Linked DNA regions of Anser cygnoides: all the other regions are linked to region 2. A link is a contact called in public Hi-C data. All regions are on one chromosome and are shown on one strand. The core of a region is the stretch at or near the end of the contact, and the rest is flanking DNA. Distances in the headings are between cores, read along the strand shown. Region 1 overlaps MOCOS (molybdenum cofactor sulfurase). Region 2 overlaps PTPN3 (protein tyrosine phosphatase non-receptor type 3). Region 3 has its middle 90 kb from the start of EPB41L4B. Region 4 overlaps EPB41L4B (erythrocyte membrane protein band 4.1 like 4B).

Region 1 (7,510 bases), core at 855-3,354, 240 kb after region 2:
TGCATTTTGTGCTGCCTGGCAGCAGCAAACGTCATGAAATCAAAAGTAACTAAAAAGTATACTAACGACCATAATTGCCTATAATCCTTCCACACTGCATCCTCATCCTATAGAGCTGCTAGGCAGAAAACCTGAGCCAGAAAATGCAGAAACTGCTTTGTATCTCTCTTTTCCTCATTATCTGCCTCCTGGGAGTTAGAGACCTGACCCAAGAGGTCAGGAAATCCAGATGTCAGATGGTCAGCCCAGATGTGGGAACAGACAATGACGTTCTATATATTCTGGGAAACATTCTGAATACCAAATTCATCATTGGTGTGAACCACTGCAACTTATGAACCTGTTTTTGACTTCTTACTCTGCACAGTGAAGTCCCATGAAAACTCAGGTCAGAGGGAGATTCTCAGGATGAGCAGAGGGCTAATCGCATAGGCAGTGTATTGTCATGCACAGGATGACAGACCCTGCTCAGCTGAAACAGAATACTTAACTTGTGGGATGAGACCCACAGGTAATGCCTTCAAAACAGCAATAATATTGACTTCTTAAATTCAAGGATTTTTATAAAACAAAAGAATAGGATGGAGAAGCCTCATCATGTTTGACTTCTTTGAAGGGCTATTGGGCATGGGATGATCAAGAACATTTGCAAAATTCTTCTTTTTGATACAAAAAAAAGAAGTAATGTCACAGCTGACACCTGAAATCTGTGCACAAACTCTGCTCATGCACAGACTAAAATCTTTCTCCTAGTTTCAAGATTTCTTAAATCTGTTGTTGAAGGAAGGGGGTAACTATTCTTCTTGTTACTACTACTAAATTTGCACACTGCAGCAGAATCAATAATTGTGACAACACTGATGCAATTCCTATCAGCCTATGCACGTGTAGGGGCACAAGCGTTGTTACATCCTCACAGTTGCACAAAGCTCTACCCTTGATTAACTTTCAAGAAAAAATACGGTCTAAAATTTATTGCTGCTGGGATCTCAAAGTCTGGAAAGTGTATTCAAGCTAAATCGAAAGCCTGGGTACTTTCATGTATTACCTTGTACAGTGATGAAACCCTTTTGGGAAAAATGTAATTGAGTGAATAAATCTTACGCTAAACACGGATTTAACCTATAACCCTCTTGCATTAGTGAATCTAAGCATTCTACAAATTCATCAAAATAGGTAAGTTTTATTAACAGCTGAAAAAATACATTCCACAAAAACTAGGCATTACAACAACCTCCTTTGTTTTACTCTGCACCATCACATTCCAATAGGCTGTTGTGAAAGTCATCTCTTGTCACACAGAAACCAGACAGGATGTGAGCAGTAAGACCTGCCCAGAGATTGAGAGATCTACCAAAGCTGTCCTCCAGAGTCCTGGGCTTGATCCCGCTGGACTTATTCACAGCAAAATCAGGTCTGAATTACAGCCGTGAAGCAGGAGAACAGAATTCCAAGATGTTTACTGTACAAAGGTTTCTCAGATAAAATCTACTGCCTTCTCTGCTCTGTGTACTTTTAAACTCTACCTATTATGATTTCAGCACTCTTTCTGAAGATCTGTCACATCTCTGATGCTTTGATATTAGCTTTGGTAACATCTAATATCACAAGGAACAGAATGAAAAGCGCAGAATAGATTTGATGAATATTTATTCAGAGTTCTAAATACATTCATGATCTGTATGTCTGTGCCCTTTGCACACTGCTTTCTGCAAACATTCCAGCAAATGTGCTGTGAGTTTGAGTGATTACAGAATGTTCTCGGAAAGTAAACACAGAACTTGCAATTGTACACTTGAAATCTGATTCTAAGGGTTATACTCTAAAAGCCAAAGGCAGGAGCTTAATATTCACCCTATGTCACATCAAAGGGCTCAAGCGCTGAATTGCAAAATCTGTGCAACAAGAATGTCAGAAGAAATTATTTGGTGAATAACACGCTACACTGGAGAACAGTCAAATTTTTGTGGGCAATTTCCAGAGTAAAATGTAAGAAAATTCCTATCACAATAATTATGTTCTCTGCCCAGCTCATTAGGAATTTATCCAGAAATGGACACCGAAAGGCAGGGATTTCAGCAACTTTCCTGCAAAAGCCATATTTAAAAGACAATTCAATCCCAGTGGGATGTGTGAAAGTCCACCATACTGAAGTATGTATTTTTAGCTATTACAATTTCAGATTTCATTAACTGTTTGTTCAATGTGACAGGGCAGCAGGAGATGAGTGCTCCGGTGTCTCATTTTGTACTTTTTTATCATCTGTCTGGACCATCTGGCTGCAGCACAGCACCGCATGCCCCTAAAACAAAGATGGATGCACGAATTGTTAAGAGATGCTATCAAGGGATGTCTCCTGTGAGTATTAGCAGAAGGAGACAGAAGCAGTAAGTGGCCCACAATAAAAAGCAGAAGTGCTCTTTCCTAATCTACTTTGCTTGTGATTTAATGACAATTAAATGTAGAAGATATTTCAAGTTGTTGCTCTTTATTGACATTATAGACCTACTGGGCTTTTCCTCATTATGCATGATTAAAAAAAAAAAAAGTTTTTGAAAAGGGCAAGAACTGCATACAATTTTTTAAACTTACAGTTTCATTCTTAGATCACACCAGCCTTTGTAACTCTGCCCTTTCCTTGCATAATAATAGTTTTACAGAAACATAAAAATTAAGGTATTGTGACAATCTTTTGCACCAAGTCTTTGAGAAAGCAAATACCTTTATTATCCCAAAATATTAGGCATAAACCTCGCTCTGTTGTGGTTGGTCTGCCATCAGGCAGACTTCAACTCAAAATGTGCAGATGTCTCCCACTAAGTCGGTGATCCTCGCGCTACATCTAGAATCACAGAATCACTAAGGCTGGAAAATCCCTCCAAGACCATCTGCTCCAACCGTCACCCTACTGACAATGTCACCCACTAAACCATGTCACTAAGCACCACGTCCAACCTTTCCTTGAACACCCCCAGGGACGGTGATCCACCACCTCCCTGGGCAACCCGTTCAATGCCTGACTGCTCTCTCTGAGAAGAAATGTCTCCTAATTTCCAACCTGAACTTCCCCTGGTGCAACTTGAGTCCATTCCCTCTAGTCCTATCACTAGTTACCTGTGAGAAGAGGCTGACCCCCAGCTCATTTAACACTGCACTGACAGTGACAAGCCTGGGTGGCTCAGGGTGGCCTTGGCCACTTCCCATCTGGGTTACTTAATGCCTGCTGCTCCCTGGAGAGCCACTACCAGGCTCAGCAGCAAGGGGGGAGAACTGGGAATCGGCACTCAGGGATTCACCCTCGTATCTTACAGTATTACTTAGCCCACTGTCCTTACAGAAAAACACAGCATATTCTGGTTAGGTTCCTGCAGCTGGAAGCAGGGCCACCCCTGCTTTGTGCCCGCCGGTTTCTCTGTTCTCAGTGTCTAGCAATACAAACGTTAATCTCTTCATTCCTGCTAGCCAAAATCAAAAAGGTTACATCAGCTCCCTCCCAGCAGACACTGACAGCAGCGGGATTTCACCAGCGGACACCCTGTTTCCAGGGTGCTCACCACGTCACAGGGGTGTTTCTGCACACTACCATGAGCCGGGCAACATCTGTACACTTCCAAGAGCTCCCTCTAAAACATTGTCTCCCGCTGAAGCCACCACCAGCAGTTTTAGTGTACTCCATGTACCCTCTGGTTAGGGGTCCGCTTATACCAAAGCATCACACTGCTTATAGCAATGCCGCCACAAGAGCTTCACAAAAGAACATGGAAGATACCTAGCTCAGTTGATATTCCTTGTTAAGATACCACTTCAAACGTAGGCAGATGTACTCTTGCTAATATCCCACCCTTGTAGCACATAAAGAACTTCAAGCAGCTCTCTGAATGCCTCTCGGAAGGCAGCGCACCTGAAATGGTTGATTATAAAGCAAATTCTGCTGCAGTGTATCAGGTTTTCATCTGACAGATGTTAGGCAGGTTCCCCAATTCTCTGCATACAGCTACTGATTGATTTGTTTCTTTCCTTGAGACAGAAATGTTTCTGCTTCCTCTGCTGCTCTCTCCCCCTCCTCCCTCCCATTTGGCAGCTATTACAGAAAACTCCTGCAGCAACAGCCATCACTTCAAATGCTGTCTGCTTTTCACTGGAAGCAGCAGATGTACCCAGAGCACTTCGCTAAAGTTAGCAAGGGAGTGTTGACATGAGGTATCTGCACCACAGGATCGCTGCAGATTTATTGGGTGCTTAAGCCTCAGTTCAGGAGAGTATTTAAGCTTGTCTTCAAGTCTCGATGCTTAAGAATCCTCGTTGTTTTCAATTTGTCTAAAATTACACACGTATCTGAATAACTTCTTGAACTGAGACCTTAGACGAAAAGGTCCTGGCACGCATCACTCATTCTTCCTCAACCCCTACAGATTATTCAAATCTCTTAAATGGCACAACAATTTTCTAAGTAATCCAATACTGCTATATCCACTTCTGAGCCAAACTGATTATTTTTGTTTGACCACAGGTCAAGCAGCAAAAAGAAAGTGGACTATTACTCCTCTTAATGCCAGCAGACTGGCAGTTGGGGAAGAGCTATTGAGCAGAATTGTAACGTTTTTGGCACAGCCTTTTTGTTCCTTTCTTTGCATGAACATCCTGTTGTGGAGGTCTCTAAGAAACACTTACAGGTAGAGAGATTCTGGCGAGGGCAACCTGCTGTGCTTATAATATTCCTCCCATTTGCAGCATAGATTTCATCTAAGATCTCAGTGCCTACACATTTCTTTTAACATAACTTCCAAGGTTAATCTTTATCAAAATAATGCCACAACTTCTAATAATCATGCCAAAAATACAAGTTTTTAGAAAATTATGAATAGTTTCCATTGCCTTTATGCTTCAATCTAACATACAACTGCAAGGCTAATAGACAAATAAGGCTAATAGAGCTTAAAAAACCACCACTGCTAAAAAGCTTAAAAGCGCCTCCGAAAATCTCACTTCCTCTCACCACAAACTGGTGGAGCAGACACACAGGTCATAGCTGCTGTTTAATTATTCGCATTCTTGTAACACACAAGAGGCTCTGCTCACCCACAGGATCCTACCGTGAGAGATGCTGTCTGCACACAGGATAAACTAAATTCCCCGAAGAACTTAGGGATAGCTTTGATCTCCTCCCGATTCCCAGGAAACCCTGCATATCCTGCAGAATCAACAAGGTTTATAGCAAAGCCTTGAAAAACACTTTACTACAAGGCAGACTGCACAAACCAAAATCAAAAGAAATCTTGTTTTGCTTAGATATGTTTCTGTGTGCATGCACACTGAGAAAAATAATTTCAGCTACGCATATAAATAAAGAGAAAATTACTCCTGAATACTTGTAAAGCTTTACAAGATCTGAAAGGCTATGCAGAAGAACAGATATCAGCAACTGGAGCTTCTTCTGTGTCCTCCCTAAACAAAGCTCATTGACCAACAATTTAAGAGAAAGAACCAACTTACAGTCCTGTGGTATCTGCTGTATCCAGTACCTAAAACTTCATATGGATATATGAAAATCATTGCCAGCTTCATTATCCTTATTGTTCTCATGAGGATTAATCTCACTGTTACTCTTATGTACCCCTCAGCAACATTACAATGGAAGAAAAAATACACTTCTGCTACAACGATGCACTCCTTTATGACCAACAGTGGTATCATTATTTCACTCCGAATGAGAAACTAAAAATAGGTTTACTTTTAAGTCATGATATCTAGATGCTAAAAATGATTTTTAGATATTTTTCACAATAACTCAGTCAGCATTTTTAGCTAATATACTGAATAATGACTGAACAATTGGAGAATTCGACAACTTCATTTTTTTGTTTGTTTGTTTGTTTTTCTCCACATGGTCTCTCTTCTCCCCTTTTGCAGAATATTTTCTAACTGATGCTCAGAAAACTGGTCAGAAAACCTCAAGCATTACAATGCACTTGCACATATTCCACTGCTCCTGTATATCCACTGTTTTGTACAGCATCATGATCCGTTGCATTCTGATTCTCTGATATTCTTAGAAAGCTACAACCTGAATGGCTTACACAGGCTAAACCCTTCACCTCTTCTCTGCACAGGTGGTAACATTTAGGCATTTACACTATTAAGCTTGATACACCAGATCCTGCAAATTGACACTCTTGTCAGTAATCCCACTAAATTATGTGCCAAATAAAGAGTGCTAATGTAAGAAAAACTTGGCAAGCGTTGCATTTATTTTTATCAAGTTTTGTCCCAAACAATTTATCAGCATTATTTCACTTCAACCATTTCTTTCCACTAAATCTTTTGAAAAAAATAATAATTAAAATCCCCACTAATTACAGTCTTGCTAAGCTTAAGCTCCAGTCATTTTACGTGACTTTCTATAATGACTCTTCCTATCTATCCACGGAGGCTAAGTTTCCAAGATAACAGATCTTCCTTAAAATGCTATCCTCTGCCTTTGGCATGCTTCCCTCGCCCCGTTCGCAGCTATTCCAAATTCTACTGCAAGGAGCAGTTTCCTCCTTCAGCACTTTGACCATCTTGTTCCGCCCAGGTGGCCGTCCCTGGTCTACACTGAACCCCAAGAGTATTTGGCTCTCAAGGCTCACTGTGGTCTTGTTACCGAACATCCACTGACAAGGTTTTGAGTTTGATTCCACTCCGCAAACCTCACCACTTTCGTATGTGTTTTCAAATGGTCCCATTTCTACTCTAGAAGAAGCTGGCAGCGAATACTCAATTAAAGGAATATCCACTTACGGCTATTTTGATTACAACACCACCTTGCTGTGTTCCGACCCCGCCACTCCCCAAAATAAATGTCCTTTCAGCAAGTGGGGTGCTGACACTGTTACTTCTTATGTTGATCTGTCTTGTCTACTGGGTCTACTACGCTCCCTTAAACATCAGTGTCCACCTGCAGTCACTGGTCTTGTACCTCGGTAATAAACTTCTCAGGAAAGAGACTACCTACCTCAAATGCTACCTAAAGCACTGTCTGCATGAGGCATTTTAGACACAACCAGAACACAAACGAAAAATGAAATATGGTAACTTGTACCTTAAATGTCTGAATGCAATATAGTATGCACATAAAACAGGAAGACTTGGTATGCCTGATTTGGTAGCACCTCTAAAATTCAGGCTCAAGCAACATACCTACAGCACTTGCTCATGCTGATAACAGCTTAATTCATTTAACTAGTTCGTTTTAAATCGATAATGTTTTATGTTTTAAACCCATTTCAAATGATATTTTCTTGCAGTGATTCACCCATGAAATCACGTAGAGGATGTGTGAAAACGCAGATCTCCTCTCTTCAAGTACCAGATAAGGCCTGCTTCTGTCAGCAGTAGAATCTAAAATGTTTCACAATCAGCATGATGCTAAAGAAGTACGTATTTGTACCCACAGAAGAAAATAAAAGCTTTCTACGTGAAAGCTACCCAGAGACCCATAATATTTTTTAAACCATGAAACTTTGCTACA
Region 2 (7,470 bases), core at 925-3,424:
AATACATTCCCTCAAGCATGACAGAAGACTTCCTATGCTATAAAGCTTACAGCCGCAAACGGTCCCCAAATGGATCTAGAGCAAAGCACAGAATACTACTGAAAAAAAAAAAAAAGGATAGGAGAATAACCTAACCACAGCAATTCCTCTTTTAAAAAAGAAGGAAGGACACAAGTGCAAACAAAATTAAAAGGTTATGTTATGGAGGGAACTTAAAACTGCCAACCTGACTTAGATCTGTAAGTACTGGAAAAACTTTCTTTAAGAGACTAAACCTGTGCTCAATTTATCCTGCAGGGCTGTTCAAAGCAACACGAGTTCAGAAAATTCTGAAGTCTCACAAAGGTACTTTATTTGAAAGAATTACACAAATTCTACGTCACAAACTAGAGGAAAGAGCTTGAAAATGCGTTGCAGAAGTCTTGTAACTTAGAGACAGAAGCTAAATAGCATGAGGAAATTAAAACACCTCCTGATACTCTGAACATAAGTTTTATATATTCAGATCTGCAAAACTGAAGGTGTTCACGTTTGAAGTTTACTTGAAGGGATGGGGGAGAACAACTTCTCCAGAAAGTTTACAACCGCGATGTTTTGTAAGTCTTCAGGAAGAAAAAACAAATTGAGAATTAGAAAAGGCAGCGGACGAACATCTGCACTTTGTAAACAATCGTCATGGAAGAACGGTTTTCTGCTACTGCTCCTGCTTCGTCTTCTCATCTTCTTCCCTGTTTATGATCAGCTGACAAATCTGTATTTCACACTTACCAAAGCACACTTTGGGGTTCTGGGGGGAGGACTGCGTGGGGGGGTGTTTGTTGCAAAGACTTCAAAGCACCCAGGATCGCATCAGTTCATTATCGCCTAACAGGATCGAAGTGTTTGCCAGGACCTGCAGTGGCACTGATTGCACACAGCTGGTGCATGTCCCCTTCCTGCAAAAAGGAGGACAGGCAAACAAAACAAGGAGCAACACTGCCACCCAAAATAGCCAGCAATCTGTCCGACCCCTGCACATGTTAGCCTGTCCACATTTTAAAAAGAAAGCAATTCCTACACACGGTGAAGAAGAAATTAGAGTAAACAAATTACTGGACATGTTCTTGCTTGCAAACACTCTGTGCTTTCCGTTTTTCCATCAGCATTTAAACAGTGTATGTTTTAGACCAAGGAAATCTAAACATTTATATCGTTACATCCCAGTTAGGTAATTTTTTCATCACCCTACAAGACTAACACGCACCAAGTGACCACAGCATGCTGTGCCACGAGGAAACCACTCCAAAAAATATTACGCTAAAATAGATGCGCCTGTGTCTTCCCTCTACCGTGTATGGAAGAGTGGTGGTCTTTCGGCCAAGTTCTTCCTTTGAAGAAATGAGTTTACGTAGCCCTAAACAGTCAAGTGGCAGTCCCTTGGTCAGCACCTGGTGCAGCTTTAGCCGCAGGGGCTGGCTGGGCAACTGAGCAGCTCGGCCCAGGTAGCACCTGGGAGGACAGGACAGGGAACAGATCCTGCGGTCTTGCACGGAGAGCACTTGTCTATAAAGCTATCGTGCGTGCAACCTTCTGCTGTGAGGCTACCAGACCGACAGGCTTACTTCTCTGAGCCGTGCAAGCTCTGCACGTGTGGTGTTGCTGGCTGGAGTCCGGACGAGGCAGAGCACGGCTGCGGAGAGCTGACTCGGTGAGGACCTGCTTGCTCCCGGTGGAGTACTCCATGGTTTCGGGCTTCTTTGTATTTGGCTATCACACTGACACACAGTGCATTCACAAGTAATTCAAGCCCACTTCGGGTTTTTGTTGTCCTTGTTCATTTTCAGCGCAGCTACCCAACCACGGAGCATTTGTAACGAAGCTTCTCGTTGCTATCTGAAGTACTGCAAGTCTCCTGAACCTTGTCTTTATGAGCTTGTTAAGGCTGCCATGCACAGCAAGGCTCGTTTAATTTACAGAATTAAATCACCTCCTTATTTTAAAACACATCCATATTACCCACTACATATCAACTGCTGCTATTTTTCCAGAGTTTAAAAAACAAACAAACTAGCCTCCAACTTTAGCTTCCAAATCAGTTAACACGTGAGATGATGCCAGGCATTTCCAAACACACACACACGAACACCAAATTTTGCCAAGTAGATCTTACATTCCCCAGTCCCTCCTATTTCGGCTTTTATATCCCTGGCTGGCAGGTAGAATATTTATCTACTTCCCTCAAAGCAACCTTAGCATGCTGTGGCAACTGATTACAGAGGAATGCAGACACTGGGCCAACTTTGCTGCTTTATGCTGAAACAGGAGCAGAAAGGGAGAGCTTGCTTACAAGGGGCTGAGATCCAATCTTTCTCCAGCGGTTGCCCCACCGTTAGGTACTTCTGCGTGGCAGTGATGTTAAGTAATGCCTTGCAATAGGCAAATTCCTCAAAATGTGGTATGGACGGGCTGGGAGAGACGAAGAGGGAGTTGACTGCAGCACCTTATCAGGTCAGGGCTACAGTCACAGCTAGGCTGAGAAATAACACACAAGTCCAGAATTACCAACGCTCTCTCATTTGTGTTTCTTTGTAACCCTGCAACACACCAGAAGCACATTTTAAAGGAAAGGCATGAAAACAAGAAGTACTTGAAAACACAATACTCCCGGTTCTAGTCAAGCAACCAAAAGCAATCACTATGGCAAATCAATGCCAAAGCCCATTTCCCTGAAAAGAACTGCTTGGCATGAGAGCTTTAAAGGACAAGTTAATTTGAAATCAATTCTTCAAACAATGCTGTCAAGCTCATTTTGCCTCAATAACTGAATAAAGTAGATTAGCTACTTTATTTTAAAAGCTATTAGCTAAACCTTTATACAGGTTCCTAATATTTAAGCTTATGCTAAGATCAGCAACAGAGTTAACGACCCCTATTCCAGACTGTCTACCCTACATTACACCTCTATAAAAATACTCAGCTTTGTTTATTTAACCTTAATTGCTTTCCTAGTGCAAAATGTACCTTGTCACGACCATGTAAGTGATCTGCTTGCCCACAAGAACTTTCTGAATGTGCCATCAATATTTACACATGATGAATGCACTCAACCCGCATCTGATCTTTGGAACCAAAGTACAAACTCTGGCCTAGGCCATACACACTTTTCTACTATTAATAAACCCTAGAAATTTCACCTAAAGAACTTTGTCCCTTGCAAAAACTAGAAAAAATAGTCAGCTTTAGCAAGTAATAGGGATTAACTGTCAAATCTAGCCCAAATTTCACTGAAATTGATATGTAAGGTGTCTAACCTTCAACCAGGGTAAGTTCATGCGGTAACTTACACTCCCCCTTTTGAAGCAACGTGTCAAGAGCAGGAAGAGTTTAAACATAAATGCCACGGGAAAGACTAGATAAAGTAAGTGGAAGAACAGTTTTGTTGGGGACTGAATGTGGTCACGGGCTGGCTGCCTGTCCAGCACCTGCAAAGGAAAAGCAGCCAGAGAAGCACATCAGCAACATGAAAGGGAGGTCTGGGGGAGCTTCACGACACAGCACTGGCTAAAATGCAGTTCAAAACCTTCAGGAGGAAACACAAGGAGAATGCCTCCTGGTTTGAATCTTATTGCATTCATGAAAAAAAAAAAGGGGGGTTCTCCTTCCTAAAGTTTTAAAAGCATTGTATCAGGGAATGTTCAAATGAAAATCTACACCAGAACTGATAAGGTCAATTGAATCAATGATTAGCAGAGGTGCTGAGGAGTATAGGGATTTCAAGTAGAATAAGCAGGTGATCAGGCATGAAACCAAGTACAGGATGAATTAAAGCATAAGGGGATGGATTGGAACAAAGTAAACAGCAACAAAAGTACAGTAGCAAGGTAGAGACTAGAAGAGGAAGAAATCAGGTAAGACAGTGGAAAGGAGTTACCTTGCATCTTTAACACGATGAAGAAAGTTTGTCCCTAACGAGCTAGAAGAACGGAGCCAGGAAAAAAAATAAAGGATTTAGGATAGGTGATGTTTTCATTTGTACAAATTCTTAGTAACAACACTAGAAAAAAAGTGTTTTTTTGTTTTTCTGTTTTTTTTTTTTTGACACAGACCACTTACTGTGAAATGCCAACAGTTTTGTTGTTTTAAGTATCCTTTGAAGTTTAGGCATTTTCTGTGGGCTTCCCTTCAGAAAGATTCAACAGTATGATTTCATGCTGAGCCTGAATTTGTTTCCTCGACAGCACTGCCTTCGAGTCTTAGTCAAATAGTATTATCTGCAGTTTGGTAAGGGCTTGGATGCATCTCATTCAATTATTTGGCACTCTTACGGCTCAATTTGTCATCTTTTTCTACAACATTACTCAAATATGTAGTGTACATACAGCTGACTCACAGTGACCAGACACGGGCATTACCTTCTGTGCCAAACACACTACTACACTTAAAAAAAGATCTTAGCTTATTGTTTTCCAAACAGACAAAGGTTTGACCTGCTGAAGCATAAAATATTTTGTCAGCATTCACTTCTAACACTTCCAGACCATTTTTCCAACTCCACCTTATTACCATCCCCTGAAAGAGAAGGAAATGGAAAGCTCAGAAGAGCAGAGATGGTAGCTCCATCCAGGAGCATAATCACAACTATCATCTTACACCATACTAATTACTTTCCTTCACCCCAAGCTTCCACTCATTTCAACACAGAATCACAGAATCGTCTAGGTTGGAAGAGACCTCCAAGATCCCCTAGTCCAACCTCTGACCTAACACTAACAAGTCCTTCACTAAACCATATCACTAAGGGCTACATCTAAACGTCTCTTAAAGACCTCCAGGGATGGTGACTCAACCACTTCCCTGGGCAGTCCATTCCAATGCCTAACAACCCTTTCAGTAAAGAAGTTCTTCCTAATATCCAAACTAAACACGTAACGGTTTATCAAGCTACCTTCCTCCTGCCATGAAAAGAATGCTAAGTGATCAATACTAAATCAGGGAAAAAGCTGACAATACTGTGAAAACATTACACTACTTGCTTGTAAGCAAGAAAGCTTACAAGCCTTACCTACTGAGCTTATAAGAAAGAAAAAAAATGTGCATTCTTACTTGAGCAGGTTTCAGTCAGGAGTCATACTGCAACTTGCTTCTGATAGAAAGTATTATTAATGTAATAATAATAGACAACTGTTTGGAAGGCAAAGAACGGGGTATCAAAACAGCTGAAGTAAGAAGATCCTATAAGGCTGTGGCACCTTTATGAGGTTAACTCACGAGCCCAGCCACAAGCTGTTAAGTTTATTCCAAATCCCTCTTCTTCAACTCTACTGTTACCAAGTGTAAGGAATTCATTATCAAAATATACCTCCTATAACAAACATAGTAAAGAAAGGGTTCCAAATGTTTACAACCAAACAAGTTTTGTATCTTTTGGAATAAAAGTGAAAGCTAAACTAAAGGAAATGACAGGAAGAAAGGATAAAAAAATAAATTTGTTATATTACAGTCAACTAATACCTCACCTGAAGGTGACAATTACTTAAGAGCAATAAAAATAGAGAACTGCCTATTTTTCTTGGCAAAACACCTGTTCTGAAGTTTGGAAAAAGGTCACTTGCAGCTGGGCTCTTTCCTCTGACAACTGCTTGGGCAAGGCAAACCTCTGCAAGCACCCTTTGCTTACAAGCACCACAAACCTCCTCGCGCTGCCAGCTTCCCCAGAACAGCTTTAATCACCGAAGTGAGGGGTGCCGTGGAGGATCTGACTGCCCCATACCGCTGCACACCAGGACACGTGCTCACTGAGGAAGCCGGCTTCTTATTGCCAAGGGCGAGCCCGAAACGAATCCTGCATGTTCCCTGCCTGTGGAAAAAGGACTACTTGGCAATAGCAGGCATTTCAATCAGGCGACTTCTTTATTGCGGGGTTAGCCCGTTTGAGGATCTTTTCTTCCTTTCTTCCTCGCCACGGGAAGCTGTCACCTAAATTATTCTATTTGTAGTTGTGCAAACAGTCGTTAATTATAAATCCAGCTATCAATGCAGAAAGGTGACAGCATGCCAGCGCCTGAAGCAGTGCTGTCTGCTTGAACACAGGCTGCAGTGGCTGCAATTATGCTAACAAGTCAGGAAAGAGGAGGAAACATCTCCCTTGAGCATCTCTTCTCACAAGCAAACAGAATAGAAACACCTTACTCCCAAATTAAATAACAGGTCCTAAAACGGTTAGGTGCCAGGAAAAAAATAGGTATGGCTGATCCAGATGCAAAGGAAGAGAAAGATCTTAAAAAAGAAAAAAAAAGTCAACAGCAACAATATAGGAGATAAAAAATAGAAGGCTTTCACATCCGAGGAATGCTGACCTTGTAACTGTTTCTTCCCTACTGAAATGCTTTTTTACTAGCTGGGACAACTGCCATGGTTTCCCCTTTCAAAAAAAAGAAAGAAGAAAAAAGAAAAAGAGTGTCCAAGAGCAACAGCATAACTCAGGGGTTAAGGGAGAAGAAGTTATTCTAAAACAGGCTTATGAAGTAAACTCATATACACGTACTAGGTTCTGGTTGCAAAGTTAAGCATTCCAAGCAGTACCCAAAATTTGTTATCCAAGCTCAACCCAAATCATAACCAAGCCAAGCAGTCCCTACATTTAATTTCACATGCAAGTATGTGACAGAAGAGCACAAAAGATTATTGAATATTTAAGTCTATTTTTCCCATAAAGCAGCCTACAGGACTTGTTACCTCCAGTAAGAGACAATGAAGTTCCATTCTGAAAGCCGGGTCTAAATTTTCACGTTTTCTGACGTACTACACACATTTCATTTCTTATATACAAAGATACCACCACGCTAACATAGATCTTAAGAGTATTTCCTGAGCCATTTCCTGAGCAGAATTTCCTTGGCAAAATTCGAAAGCCCAGCCAGCACACTGCTACAGGGAAAGTCAGAAGCGTACTTCGACTGTTGAATGATTTCTGCAATGAGCTGCTGGGGCGAAACCAAAACGCCTTGCTTCAGGAAGGCAAACCACTAACACCAGCCATTTTGAAAACAGTAGGTTGAAAAGCCAAACACACATAAAAAGGATTTGTTCACCTCAAAGTGTCTTAAAAGTATACATTTTCCCACCATTCACAGCTTTGTCCTAACATGCTCAGTTTGTTCTGTAACAAATATACATTCTGCCATAAAATCCTCTCCATTCAGGCATTCTCCATTTACATAAAGCCAATAGCAAAGCAAAAAAAAATGAGCTTTTGGTAGGACTAATCAATGTTTTCAGATTATATTTGAAATAAGCATTTTTAAACATTGCTTTAATAGCATGTTATCTATCAGGCAAAATCCTCTGAGAGGCAGCCTGAGAGCTCTTTCCTCATCCTGGACTCTGCTCTCATATAAATCAGAACAACAGACCATCAGTATTGTACCTGTTTCTCTAATACAGAAAACCAATGTCAGCTCCCTTAAAAGTACCATTGAGTAGCGGTAAAGG
Region 3 (7,435 bases), core at 1,265-3,764, 150 kb before region 2:
CTCGCTGCATTAAAGATTCATCAAATACAATTTAAATTAATATTTTATTCCCTGTGGTCCTTCGCCTCTGGCAGCGGCCAGGCCCAGGCACTGTATGCGGCAGCCGACTCCTGCAGGCAGCCATTCTCTTGCCTAGGCCGCGGGGCCACCATGCCATGCGAATGCAGAGCTCCTGCAGGCTGTAGAGATGGCCCCACATCCATTTGTTAACCCCATGGCAGGGCTTTATGCAGGATACTGCTCACAGAGACCACAAGACCGTGGGGCAGATCCATCCCAAAGTTGTCTTGCCCACTGGTACAGCCTGTCAGAGCTTGTTGGGGAACACACAGCGCTTGGTGGTCCCCAGCCGCGAGGCATCTCATGGGCTTTTGTGCGAGCCCCTCACATGTTAATGCATGACCTAATGGGTCTGGGGGAGTTTTGTATCCAGGCCCAGGACTTCCCATCATCTGCCCACAGAGCACCAAGCTCAAATTTTATCCAACACAAGAGCTGCACGTTGGAAGAGCTCTGTCAAGCACTAGGCCTTTGGAGATTGCTAGGGCATCATCCGGAGAACTAAATAAACCAAGGCTATTTGTGTCTAATACATTACTAATTCCATGTGGTACCTCATTTTGTTTTTCAATTTTGCTTTTCTTTTTCCCCTGAATTATAAGAACAATTGGAAAAGGCTCTGATCACAGTGAAGCCATGCTTTGCAGGCGTTTTGTTACTCATGTTCCAGTTGTCACTTACTAAAATAGACCTGCCATAGAGCGTCGCCAGTGCGTAATGTGCTCAGAAGCTGCGAGTGATGCTCTTCCCCTCTGGTGTTTAGAAATTGGCCAGCAGCTGGAAAGCTGCTGGCTCTTCTCTCAAACTGAATGCAGAATTTATCTGTGAATGGGATAGTGTTTACTAAACACAATTTTTCATCATCCAATGAGAAAAGTGAGTTCTAAACCAGCGTATTCCAGAAATAAAATAAAATAAAATAAAATAAAATAAAATAAAATAAAATAAAATAAAATAAAATAAAATAAAAGTTATTCATACTTGTATCTTCTGTCCCCAAGAAGCACATTTGCATTTCTCTTAGTATACTTCGACTTTTATTTTAGCATCCAGCTCCAAGCTGTGCACAGCTCCTTCATGGAGCAGATGCAGATCAGCCCTAGCCCATACCTCACGTTTTGTTCCCAGCCAGGACTTGCCTCTTTTGCTGCACTTGGATATATCAATAACAGGTCAAGAGGCTTTTTTTGCTGTAACTCTTGTCCACCACACAACACTTTTGTGCCTCCTCAGCTCTCTCATCTTGCCTACCTTTTTAATTTCTGCAGTAGCATATTTAATTTTAACTTCCTATGATTCAACCATGAAAAAGCACTTTACAGAATAGCCTGGAAGACAGACATTTCACAAAATAAAAAGCTGAAGTGCATTTCTCAGGGAACAAAAAAATGTTCAAAGATGGCATGGTCTCTATTTAAGCTATTTACCATTTTTGAAATGCTTTTTCCTCTGCGGCAAAAACTTCACCCACTCCTGTATTGCAGCCCACGGCCACTGTGAATAGTTCAGAGCACCCACACACACATTCAGCTTCCACAGGTCTAATCACAGAGTCCTGTGATTTTCAGATCAGCCAGGATGAAAAAATAATAATAAAAATATATATTAAAAATAACCACAGTTGATTCAGGCTCCTGTGAATTTCCAGGTGCTTCTGCAGCAGTCGGGCCACTGAGCTGTGGGATAAGCACCGCCACAGAGACCTCGTACCACACCTCCTTGGCATTAACTGCTGGGGTTTTCCGGGCTTTGATCTCTGCATAAAAATCCGTGCTGCAATATTGCTGTGAATGGCTGACACCAAAGAAACCTGCTTGTTATTTCAGTTTTATAACCCAAACTTTCTTATCTTTTTACCAATGAATGTAATTACAGACAAATCAGCTCTGAAAGTAATGGCAATCACTCTCTTGCTCAGGGGGAGGAGAAATGAAAGATAAGATTGCTTTTCTCCTGTCTTTTTAATGGCCATGAGAAAAGCCTCTGAAATTAGCTGAATGAATCTCAGCACTTCTTTATTGGCCAAGATCATAATTTCATGGTTAATTATTCTGTTTCTAAACTCTCTCTCGTTGCAGCTTCCACAAACTCTTATTACCTTAGCAATATTTTTGGCTATAAAAAGTCTTGTGTTTTGTTTACTGGGACAGGAAAATACACAGTCAGGACAATGTCCCATCATGACTTTGGACTATGCAAATTCAGGGTTTCTTTTATGAACACAAATAGCAGGTCAGGTTACATATTTGTTCCAGCTGTGTTATAGCTGTTCAACAGTGTTAGTACAGGAACAAATGAACTTTTGTTTCTCTTAAGGGTACAGTTAAATTAAAATTAAAATCTAAGAAACGGTTTTAGGGAAGCCTCTGGTTCTTTGTCAGTCACAGCATGAGCTGGGCATTGCTGTTTTTCAAAACAGGCTTTGTTCCTATACTTCTGGCAGGTGCAAGTAGCAAACAGTGTACAAAATATAATGAAATACTTAATTTGAAAAACTTTGTGTGTTTTTTTTTTCCCCCCTTAATGTCTTCCAGTTAAGTGTTATTTGCAGTAATAAACACTTTTTTTAAAAAAAGTCTAGTAAAGCTGTGATTTTAAGCTGAGTGTCCCTAAATCATTGCATGCAGAAATTTATACTTTTATATAAGCATTAATGAATCAATGTCAAGAAACGTTGCAGAGAGCTTACAACACAAACACTGCCCCAGAATCATTTAGCTTTTGAATTCATATTCAATGAAAGAAAAATAAAAGCTAAAAAGTTCTTTTTCTTAGACATTACTATTTACCGTGCAGTTTAATGGGAAAAATAATACTTCTCAGGTATTGGCTCGGGGCAATCCCAGACATGAGCACAGACTGGGAGAAGAACTCATTGAGAGCAGCCCTGCAGAGAAGGACTTGGGGCTCCTAGGGGATGAAAAGCTCGACATGAGCCAGCAGTGTGTGCTTGCAGCCAAGAAGGCCAAGTGCACCCTGCATCAACAGAAGAGCAGCCAGCAAGTGGAGGGAGGTGATTGTCCCCCTCTGCTCTGCCCTTGTGAGGCCGCACCTGGAGTGCTGCGTCCAGGTCTGGGGCCCCCAGCACAAGAATGATGTGGGGCTGTTAGAGCGGGTCCAAAGGAGGGTCACCAGGATGATCAGAGGGCAACCTCAGGGCACCTCTCCTATGAAGAAAGACTGAGAGATCTAGGGATGTTCAGCCTGAAGAAGAAAAGACTCTGTGGTGACCTTCTTGCAGCTTTTCAATACTTCAAGGGTGCTTTTAAAAAAGATGGAGAGCGACTTTTTGCTTGGGCAGACAATGACAGGGCAAGGGTTTTAAACTAAAAGAGGGGAGATTTAGATTAGACGTCAGGAGGAAATTCTTCAGTCAGAGGGTGGTGAGGCACTGGCACAGGTTGCCCAGAGAGGTTGTGGATGCCCCATCCCTGGAGGGGTTCAAGACCAGGCCTGGACAACCTGATCTGGTGGGTGGTGTCCCTGCCCATGGCACGGGGGTTGGATCTGGATGCTCTTTAAGGCCCTTTCCAACCTGAGCCATTCTATGATTCTGTGCGTGAAGACAGCAGTATTGTGTAGCTAGGACATGACTTTGCTCTCCAGCTTTGCCCAGGAAGGGCTCTTACTGATTTCAGTTTGTGGTTCATAAATGAATGTGGATCTGGCCAAAGGCCTGCATGACCACAGGCCTGCATGACCACAGGCCTGCATGACCACAGGCACAGACACTTGGCCTTCAGGCTGCTTCCTTTCACCTGCCATCATGCAACTTTTTTGCATATACAAAAACCACCAGTAGTTTGTCATAGGCTGGTTCTCCCCCAGGAAATCACAAGTCAGGTCTCATTTATGCTCAGCTTTGGAGGAAGCTGAGGGCCCTCCACACACCGTAGGTTCAGGCATTTAATCAGCTTCCCTCCTGACTTACAAGAGAAAATGTTTACCAACATCTGACGCTTGAAGCCCCCACCCGGTGCACACTTTTGCACGCATTTGCCTAAAAGCTCCTCAGTCGCTCGTCAGACGCCAGCTGAGACTGTTTTGACAACAGAGCTATTCATGAGGATTCCTCCGAACGGAAACATTCGCTGCAAAGTCATTCGTGCTCTTATTTGTGCTCAGGCCTCCGAGCACATGCGAGGCGACCAGTGGGTGAACTGCTCAGTAGGTTGACTGAATAGTAATGAGTGACTTGGGTTTAAACCTGACATTGCAGCAAGCCAGAGCAGGGACTTGAGCCTGGGTATTTTTCCTTCAGATGTGTTTGCTGACCACGAGGTAGCTGGCTGTTCTGGGCTAGGAGGTAGTCTCACTTATTGGAGTTAAATTCGCAGGTTTCTAGGTGGGTAGAACAGGGAATGTACTGAAATTAATATATATATATATATTTTTTTTCTTTTTCATGGGATGAGGCACCCTTTGTCCATCCAATCTCTACAGCAGAAAACTACTTTTCAGATGATCTTTTCAAGGAACATATTTCATTGTTAATATGACTGCGATGAAGATAGCACAAGGGTGGTATATTAGCTGTCTGAGAAGCACAAACATGACAATGTCCAGCAGACTGGATGGACTCATTTTGAGATGCACCAGTGTGCTGCCTGAGGAGGTACCTTGTCTCTGTATAACTCCTAACCATCCTGTAAACAACTTCTTTTTTTTTTCTTTTTTTTTTTTCTTCCCTATCTGAGAATAATAGCCTTTTTTAAGGCAGTACTGTAGACATTACTTTATAATCATACACATTTTCAGAGTGCGAATGGGCATCAGCAGCTCAGCGCTCCATACTGAAATGTAAACAGACTCCAAGAGGAAAAAGCCAGCTAAAAATATTGTTAATATGAGAATAACAGCCATAAAAGAGCATGATGGAAATGAAAGGTGTCTAACTACCAAAAGAGCAGAGTTCTGGAGCAGTGCTGCAGAGAATTTCAGACTGGAGAAAAATGAAGCAAGCAAACAAGCAACAACAACAAAAACAACAACAAAAACAGACAAGCAAACTAATATAGGGCTATTGAACTTCATAAAGTTAGCAAACTATAGCCCGTAGTACTGCAGAGTTGGTCCTTTTGTTGGGTACCTTGATATGTTTTGGCCTATCAGCTTTACTGTCCTTAAAAACAGGCAAACTCCTGGTTATTTCTCATTGTTATTCACTATCTTTTCATTCTTTTTCTTCTTTTTTTACTATAGGCAATGAAAATGGGCAAGTGAGTCTTACAGATAATGCTGAAAGTCAAGGTGAAATAGTGAATGTAGTTTTAAAAAAAGCCATCAGGAAAAAGAAATCATTGTTAGGAAAAGGAGAAGTAGTATTTAAAAATAAAATGGAAACATTTCTCTATGCCAGAGCTATATTGAAAAAGGTGCTTTTTTGCTACTTCATTCTTCACCCTCTCTTCCCCCCAATATATATATGTTGAGGGTCCAACCAAAAATGAAATACAAATGTCACATGTCACAAGAAGACTTCCAGACTGATTTGGCAAGGAGTGAAAAATTCCCACTGGTAGAAAACTTTTCCCCCAGGGATCACCAACAGAAGACTTTGCCAAGGCAGATGCAAAAGCGCAGTTCCAGGGTTTGCAATGCTTTCCTCAATGGAGAACAACGGGAAATCCCTCCGTGCCCTTGCCTGCAGAGTGAAGCAGTCAGATGCAAAAAAAATTCCTTGTTGGTGGTACTATTCATGACCCCTGGGAGACAGAAAAGGATATGTAGCAGGGAGCAGTGGGCAATCTATAAACTGCCTTCTGTATAAGGCCCTTGTGTTCTGTTTAAGTGCAGCTAAGCTACATGGTGGGAACATAGCTGGATACTCGTTTGTTTTCAGTGCTGCAGAGAGTCTGAAAGTGTGCTGGCTTGCTGAGCTTCTCTGTTTGTTCTTAGAAATAGGAACTGTTTTCCCCACTTTTTCAGGCCTTTTTTTTTTTTTTTTTTTTCCTCTTGGATGCACAGATGTACATTTTGTCGTTGATAGGCAACCGAGGAAAGTGAGGTGAGAAAAATACAGCTCACGACTTTTGGGTCTCTTCCCTTACTCAATCAAAGGAAAAACTCACTCAGCCAAGAAAGGGAACTGATAAACCTTTGAGCCTGCCTAATTCATTCAGCCTATCAAAAGGCATGGAGATGCACACACAGCCCCATTCATCCTGGTGTCCTTGCTGTACATTAATAAGAGACGCATTCACCCTTTCGGTGGCTATCAGTACATCCTTTCATTTTGGACACTGCCTCATTCACCTGCTCCCAAAGTGCATCATTCCAGTAATATCAATCTAGGAGGCCATCAGCCCTGCATACCTGATCATTTCCAATTAAAACAGCAACATCTGCATTGTATAGGAAGTAAAAATGTTGGAAGACTAAGGAGGCCACTAGCTAAGATTAGCCATCAGAGGTGAATGTAACCTAATTTAAATGTGATGAAATTAGGCCATTTGCCCTAATTTTCATGCATTATCTCAAGAATACTGATAAAGCTGAAATGAACACTTGAGAGCAGCTGGCAGGCAGTGTGGTCACTGTGCTGCGCCACAGACAAAATTTACTTTCAATTTGAAGGCTAAATGTATGAAAACAAGAGCTAAGGATAAGCTATTTGGGTCTCCAGCTTGTTCAGGTGGGAAAAGGAAAATACCAGCCTCCTACCTTCTAGACCACATTGGCTCCTTCTTCTCCCTCTGCTAGCCTGCTCTGGCTGCTAAGTTGAAATAAACACTATATTGTTGTTTTAGGGGAGAAGATTGCTCTTTGAGAGGTGTTGGTAGGGAAACTGGGTTGTAGGGGATTATTTGTTTGTATTTGGTTTTGTAATTAAATGGAGCTAGGAAGAGGAAAACATTGCTCTTTTTGTCAGGCCGTAAGCAACAAAGACATTGCTAGTTCCACCTATTGGCAGAAAAGTGAAAATGATTTTGCTTACTTTCTAAAGAAAGGAATTCCAAGAATTTCTAGTGCCATCTATGAGTGAATACAGAGAATTGCCAGGATTTGTTTCCTCGTTTTACACACACACACACAAAAGAAGTGAACATTGTTCATCTTGCCTTCTCTACACCCACCTACAATCTTTGTGAATACAACCTTATTGCAGCTGTTTAATATATGCACTTAAATAAATCCAACAGGAGTTACAAAAACTTTAAAACTAGCCACCATAGTGCAAGGTACTGCCCAAAACTGCTGACATTCAGTCTGCCATCAGGATGCCACATACTTAAAGTAAAGCCTGAACTCGAGGCTCTGAGCCACCTTAATCACAGTGATCTAGGGTCAAAATCTACATCTGACTGAGAACACACTGAAGAGGTATACCTCCCCCCCCCCCCCCCTAAAGTTCATATTTTTAGAAATAAATCTT
Region 4 (7,247 bases), core at 2,115-4,614, 260 kb before region 2:
GAAAGAAGTAATTTCATTCAAATTTACCAAGCATTTATGCATTAAAAATAAAAAGCCTTGCAGAATCCCATCATCTCACATTTGCACCTATTTCTATGCAAGTTAGCAAACACTTCCAAATTCTTACGGCTTGGGAAAATCCACATTTGATAATCTTAGGTTGTTTTTCTCCTGAAGTCATGAAGCAAATTGAAGGCATGTCATTCTTCCATCAAGACTGCTGCGTGAGCATGCAAATTCTTCATGTGAAAAAGAATGACTATGCTGAGCCACATAGTTTGTAGCTTTCTTACTATTATAAACAAATTGCAATAAATTGCACAGGCTTCCAGTAGAGTTAATGCAATCGCTACCTTTAAAACAACTATAAGAGTACATCTTTGTTTAGAAAAAATGCAAATCGTCATAGCGCTTTAAATGGATTGCTATAAGCTGTTCATTTTCTAACTTCGGTATTTTGCCATTAATCTTTTCATGTGTTAATGCTTAACATTCCATTTAGTTAAATCCAGATATCACTAAGGTTATAAAAAACAGTTTAACCCACCTTTTGAATTTTCTTTTAAACTGAGCTTCAAGACACTGTCTTAGTCACTAGAAGGCCTAAGCAGAACAACTCATGAAATCTTTCCCAATGGTAGATGAACTCTGCACAGCAAAGTGCCAACTGTTCAGAGCATCACAAAAGTCTCTGCTGCTTGACTGACTGAACCACACTTTAGTTTCCCAGTGGCCATACTGGCAATTTGGTGACCTTCTGTCCCCTGTGGAAAACACTATGCTATGAGCTCGGCATACCAGACCACAGGGAGCATTTCAAACTCAGAGGAAGCACACAGAACTGTGGTGTGAGGAGAACAATCACTGGGGATGACAGGTGAGCTCTGTAAGAGCCATAAGAGCACAGAAATCCAGCTATTGGCCTGGTCACATTAATAGTCTTGAATATATCAGCCAGCACAGTTGAAGCTGATGCAAAATGATTATCAGATTAAAATAGCTGGTTCTTACATCAGCATCATGAAAGTTGTGGAGATGGCCACAGCAAACACTTATCAAGACTGGAACATCCATGTCTTTTAGATACTGCTCAGGAACACATGGGAAGAGAAAGAATGAGAAATCACACTACAACAAATAAAAAGTGGTGATAACCTCCCCCCCCCCCCATCCTTACCAATGAGAAAAATTAAGAAATGGTGAACTAGTCTGAAAAACTGCTCTATTTAAATGGTATCTTTAAGAAAGGGCATGATCCAAAATTCCTTCTTTTGAGCATATTCTTTGAAATCTATTCAATCTGCCACCTACGTACAAAGCCATTAACAGTTCAGGTTACATGTCATGCTGATAGCAAATTTTAGACTCAGATGATACTATGATCATTTACTGTGTCAACTTCATGCTGAAAGTATTAAAAAGAAGGATGAAGTCTAGCTTGAACTGGGTTGAGTTTAATTTTTGAAGCAGATTGAATTTAAAAGATGATCAGCTTAAGGACAGAAGGCAAAAAAAAAGAGCTTGTTCCTCCTCCCCGATTTCTGGTAAACTTAGTGTTTCGACATAACATTCAACTGACAACATGCAATGCCACAGCACTTACAGGAGTGTAACTTTTCAGACTGAGACTGTCCTTGAAAAGGCATTTAAAGATGATGCAATTAAAATACTGGAAGCAATCTGAATTTCACTGTACCTTTCTACTCTATATGGCCTAGCACACACCACTTTTAGCATGGGTTTTAGGAGTACAAGAGGGCCAATACAGATCTACCAAGAAGCTCACTGAGATTTTGTTGAGATGAATCAGTTCCCTACCCTTTAACGTGTGGTTATTACAAATTACATATATAAGGAAAGGTTGGACTTGGTGCTTAGGGACATGGTTTAGTGGGTGACATTGGTAGTAGGGTGTAGTAGAATGGTTGGACCAGATGATCTTGGAGGTCTTTTCCAACCTTAATGATTCTGTGATTCTAAGTCTATGTATGTAATACCTTTATGTATTACTTACTACAAATATAAGTTTATGTGCATACACACGGGTATATAAACAAGGTTGTAAACACAAACAGCACAGTGGACTCCTTTATCATCACTACCCCAAATGCAGACAGCCCTTATGCTACCAGTATGTCTAAACTACAAACTCTGAATCTAACAGTTGGAGAGAGAAACCAATCTGCCAAATGCCAATTGATAAGCATATACCTACTTCACTGAGACTGGTAAATTTGTAAATGAAGTATATTAAAGCATTTATGTTATACGCAAGATACGAGTATTGCATTTAGGCTTCCTGTTTTCCACTGGCAGAATGAACTAGTAATTTGTGTGTTTAGACAACTCATAAACATAAATGAGTGCATACACATGGTCATAACCAGATGGACTTAGTTCCTCCCCCACCAGATCAGCAGAAACATTTATCAAGTCTCAAAGCAAACAGAGAACTTAATTTGGAATTGCCTCCCTTCCCCCAGCCCTCCGCCCTGTTAACTTACAAAGCACCACACACTTGGGCAGGGCAGCACCAAACCAGACTTTATCCTCCAACTTGAAAAGTTCATGACAAATGTTTCAGCTTTCTGTGATTACAAGTGTGTAGCTTTAACAAGTCACCAATATGTACTTAGAATACCTATAACCTATTGGCTACAGTATAGATATAATCATATTTTAGTAAGCTATCAGCTTTGTCTGTGCTTTTGCACTGTTCTTTACCAAATTCTTTGTGATCAGCGCCATGGAAAAAGCTGTAAGCTTTTAATTTCAGCTTATAGGGCGTTCCACAAGGAAAGCTCATCTTTTCCACCCTACAGGCTTCTCACTAGATAGTCACTTCAATCCAATGCAACAGATAGCATTAAAGCAAGGGAACTTTGTACTGTAACACTGCAATACCTTTAGTCAACCTCCGTTATTTGAGTAAGGTGAAATTCTGCTTCTAGAACAAAGTCCAGATAAAAAGGTACTACAGCTAAACTAATTTCCTCAATCTTACGCTACTCGGGAGGCTTTGTGACATCTACACTGCATGTCTTATTTTTTTTTTTAGTTTATCAGTCCGATAAACAGCCTATTTCTCTAAGAGATAGTGCTTGAGATCTTGTTTTGGCTAGTATAAAACTCAGAATTTGCTCCTGAGGTACATTTGCAGAGGCCTCCCAGACAAGATTTCCTAAAGAAGAATACAATGGATGCAGAACGAGCTGCCCAAAATCGTACCAAGAAGTCAGCAGGGCAAGCAACCACTGTTGCCAGCTCCTGAGAGCCGGAAGAGCGCTCGGCTCCTGTGACATCCGGCACGCTACGGGCGTCGAGCTGCTCAGCCGAGCAGTCAGCTCACGGCAGCACAGGACGAAGGATGTGGGGACTCCTCACGGGTGAGGCACGCTACGAGAGCAGACTTCTTGTGAAGGCGGAGGCCCAGGCTGGCAAATCTTGCTGGAGCTGTCGAACAGAGCAGTACCCCGCACGCAGCACAGGCTCCCGGGAGGCTGCTAGAGATCACCCCTCCACAGCACGAAACACGCTTTTACCTCGGGCACTGCAGTGCAGTACTTCATGGTTTAATCTCATCTGGGTCTTCAGCAGGCAGGCTAAGATACAGGCGCACACATCCTTCTGCCAATTTAGTCACAAAGCAAGACAGCTGGAGGCACTGACACCGCAGGCAATTCCGGGTAATCGCTTTGCAGCTGTTTATCAAAGCCTCAAGTCTTTCTGTCCAGGAGGGGATTACAGACACTGTCACCTTACTACCCAGACTGTAAAACACCTCTAAAGAAGCTTTGGCAGCATCACAAGAGAAGCCGCCAATGCCTACAACTTAAAATAAATGGATCTTAAACTTGAAACCTTCACCCAGGAAAGCTGGTCAATACATTCACCCTTTGGCTTTGCAGACCAGGAACTCCAACTCGCCCCCGTCACCCTACAGCTGCACAGTGTCATACAGAGGACTCCAGTGCAATAATGCCCCTCACCTGAGATGCATGGAGGCACGTGTAGATAGGCAAGGAAGCACCAGGAGAGCTGGGGACTCTTCTCAAGCATTTTACTGGTTCCTCCCCACCCCCCCCCCAAAAAAGGCAAAATTGTGTTCAAAAAAAGAATGTGTTTATTCAAATGTTTAGAATAGTTGTCATTCCAGTTGAAATCTGTCTAATATAATGTGTGGATTTGGAACTAAAAAGCATTTTCCACTGGAACTTTCTTACCATGATTCAGAACCGTCCATTTGTGATTTCAAGACATAAATAATGCTCTACCTACTTCTTAGAAAAAGCATTGTTTTAGATCACATTCTTAAGCCACATTTCTTTCAACAAATATGACAATTTTTAATCTGGAAAATTCACCATGAAGTCAAACACAGTTTAATTTCCAAGTGAGAAACCACAAAAAAAAAAAAACAGGAATTAGATATTTCAATCCAAATTTGGTATATTTCCGCTTCTCACAATCAATAGTGACTATTTGTATTGGCAACAAGACTCATTTCTGGAATATCCGCAAATAAAGTTTTATAATTAAACTCGGACCACTTCAATTTTGTGGATCGCTGATAGGTTAGGAATTGCAGCCAGTCTCAAAGGGCTAAGGAGTATAGGAAAAGTACTCCATCACAAGATATCCGCATCAAGAAATGACCATTAAAAAATAGTCTTTTCAGCCCTGGTTCAGCTTGAAATTCCGCATGTGGAGCCTAGAAAAAAATGTCCTTCTCTTAAATTCCTAGAATCTTTCTAATTTCAGTATCAGCTTTATTATTCTCATCAATTCTGTCTCCCTATTAGATTCCAAAAAATAAAAACTAGAGACAGCTGGGTCCAGTCAGGAATAAATTAAATGACAGCAGCCTAATTTAAACTACTCAATGGTTTCAAAAAAAAATTAAGTCTCATAAATAAGTCTAATTTCTTCCTCCATGAGACTATACATTTATTTAATAATGACAATAAGGAGCCTTAGAATAATAGGCTTCTGCTAGACATCTGACTTGGGCACTGATCAGCTCTAGCAGACCTAGCTCAAGCTACTTGCTTCCACCTCCATCACCGAGTCCCGCCGCTGCAGCAACACGGCATTCCCTGTTCACGTCACCCTAACCTGGCTGGCTGCTAGGGCAGGTGAGGAACACTCGCATGATCCAGCTGTAAGAGCACTAAGTACAAGAATGAACCATTCCTAAAGTGATTATTTATACCCTCAACCCTCAATTCAACAACACAGCGGCTTTTATAACACTTTTGCCTTGAAGAGCTCCCATGCCCTCTGTCAGGTTTTTCTTCTATCGCTTAGTCCCTTAGTTATGTGGTACCTTTAACAAAAACAGTTTCTGCCATTCAATGCTGTAAAAGCACTTCTTCTAAAAATTTATTTTTAGAGTGAAACATACCTGGATCTGATCCCTGACCTGGCTTTCAGCACAGCCTCACAAACAGCTGAAAGGGCAGCTGTCTGCCAGCAGCACAAGGATGGGAGCAAGAAGCCAAGAACTCCGAGCTCGTATTGCTCAGGAAACACCTGTATTCTCAAAGCACAGCCTATGAGACAACCTGACAGAAACAAGCATTCCTAAAATAGACATGTGTAGTCCACAAAAGGTAGATTAAAAAATGGGGGGAATTATAACAATTAGGAAGGGAAAGGAGGAAAGCACCCAGGCAGCAGCATTCAGTGCAATCCTGAGGTGTTCTGCTCACACACACCGGCCTTCCCTGGGAGAGAATTAACTAGTTAGGCTCCTGCTGAACCTACAAAACTGGCACAGTAGCAAGAGATGATGGGTCTTGCTGATTGCACAGACTGATTTGCATCTTTTGAGGATGCAGAATTGCATCACCACACTGTAGCTTAATGCAGTGAACTCACAGGACCCACACACACACCAACAGAAGCTTTGGTTGAAGATAGTGCCCTGGATTTAAGCAGCACTGTAAGACTCTGGTGAAACAACAGAAAAGCAAATGACCATGAGCTTGCAGCAGAGTGCTACAGCCAAGAAAGTAAACATGAGCCTTGAATGAAGCACGCAGCATTAGGTAAGGAGCAATGCCCTTTCATACAACGCTCACCAGCCATTACAACATCACCGCTGTGCTCTGTTCAAATGCCTGAGCATTTAAGCACGTCTGCACAGTCACAAATAAGACACCAAGAACAATTTTGAGTTTCAAAAGCATCTAGACAGAAAAATTTCTTTTTATCTATTTAGAATATCAAAGACAGGACTAAGAGGTGACGTGTGTGTGAAATCCATGTGCCTTCATGTGGAGAATATTTTTCCCACAGTCCCGAGACTCTTCATCGCAAGCCCGCTCAGACACTAAGCCAGGGGATAACAGGGACCATAAAAATACCAGATATATTAAAGGGCCTATCATTATTCTGAACCGTCCACATACAACATGAAGCAGTAACTGCTTCTCCTTAAAGACTCTTAATAGCAGAAAAACTAATGAGATCCAAGGAGAGATGTTGCTGCTAAAAAGTGACAATCGGAACATCTTGCAAGGAGGTCTAGAGATTGAGCAGGGAAGGAGAACAGATTAAGTGTTCATAATGACCCTTCCTGACCTGAAATAAATCTACAGTTCAGCAGCTATTCCTTTACAAGCCATCCATATGACTAACTCCCCAATATAATTTAAAGAGCCATATTCCAAAGGATATTGAGGAAGAGCACGCAGTTAACTTCCATTTAACATCATCATAGCAGCCTTAACAAAATATGTTAAAAGAAGGAACAAATGAGAACAAAAGACAGCTGGAACCTCTGCTAGCCACTTATCCAAAGTGAATTTTCTTTGTTTAGCAGATGAGGTAGTCCTGTTGGAAATAGCAATAAAGATGGAAACAGGTAGGAATAATCTTTTTAGTGTTTTTCTGCAAATCTTTCATTCTAACATAATTCCCTTTAAAAAAATAATCACTTGTAAAAACAAAAAGCAAGAGCAATGTGGTCCTGTTAGTATATATAAGCATGCATTCATTTAGTCAAGCCATATGGAAACGGTCTTCCTACCTACTTACTCAGATACAAAAAGTACAAAAATAATAGGTTCCATAAATCCTAGCTACCTTAAACATCAATGTTGTTTTTTCCCTACCCACCAGGAACCAGTCTCACAAGGGCTTTTTAGATACAAATGTCGCTTTGAATAACATCATAAATTCATTTAGATCTGAAACCAAGCTGCATGCTTGCCTCCCAGCAGTAACTATGGTGCCCGTTTCCA

Evidence for each region. A called contact is a pair of places that touch in the nucleus more often than the background predicts.
Region 1: a Hi-C map of liver shows a contact between it and region 2, with 17 times the contacts expected there. The contact joins two enhancer-like sites. A contact is called at or near these places in 2 of 7 Hi-C or Micro-C datasets (both in liver).
Region 3: a contact with region 2 is called in a Hi-C map of liver, with 4 times the contacts expected there. The contact joins two enhancer-like sites. A contact is called at or near these places in 2 of 7 Hi-C or Micro-C datasets (both in liver).
Region 4: a contact with region 2 is called in a Hi-C map of liver, with 15 times the contacts expected there. The contact joins two enhancer-like sites. A contact is called at or near these places in 2 of 7 Hi-C or Micro-C datasets (both in liver).

The regions. Positions count from the first base shown.
Region 1 is chr2:94,499,442-94,506,951 of Taihu_goose_T2T_genome, forward strand. The region is part of intron 3 of MOCOS (molybdenum cofactor sulfurase); the gene reads right to left. Among named protein-coding and RNA genes, the nearest start is that of MOCOS, 73 kb to the right of the region's middle. Within about 2 kb of position 2,105, at least 2 of the 3 cell types and tissues checked have open chromatin away from gene starts, as enhancers often do. A contact at or near this core is called in liver, where this site is marked.
Region 2 is chr2:94,259,862-94,267,331 of Taihu_goose_T2T_genome, forward strand. All of the region lies in intron 1 of PTPN3 (protein tyrosine phosphatase non-receptor type 3), which reads right to left. Among named protein-coding and RNA genes, the nearest start is that of PTPN3, 56 kb to the right of the region's middle. Within about 2 kb of position 2,175, at least 2 of the 3 cell types and tissues checked have open chromatin away from gene starts, as enhancers often do. A contact at or near this core is called in liver, where this site is marked.
Region 3 is chr2:94,109,082-94,116,516 of Taihu_goose_T2T_genome, forward strand. No RefSeq gene overlaps it. Among named protein-coding and RNA genes, the nearest start is that of EPB41L4B, 90 kb to the left of the region's middle. Within about 2 kb of position 2,515, at least 2 of the 3 cell types and tissues checked have open chromatin away from gene starts, as enhancers often do. A contact at or near this core is called in liver, where this site is marked.
Region 4 is chr2:94,003,622-94,010,868 of Taihu_goose_T2T_genome, forward strand. All of the region lies in intron 1 of EPB41L4B (erythrocyte membrane protein band 4.1 like 4B), which reads right to left. Among named protein-coding and RNA genes, the nearest start is that of EPB41L4B, 16 kb to the right of the region's middle. Within about 2 kb of position 3,365, at least 1 of the 3 cell types and tissues checked has open chromatin away from gene starts, as enhancers often do. A contact at or near this core is called in liver, where this site is marked.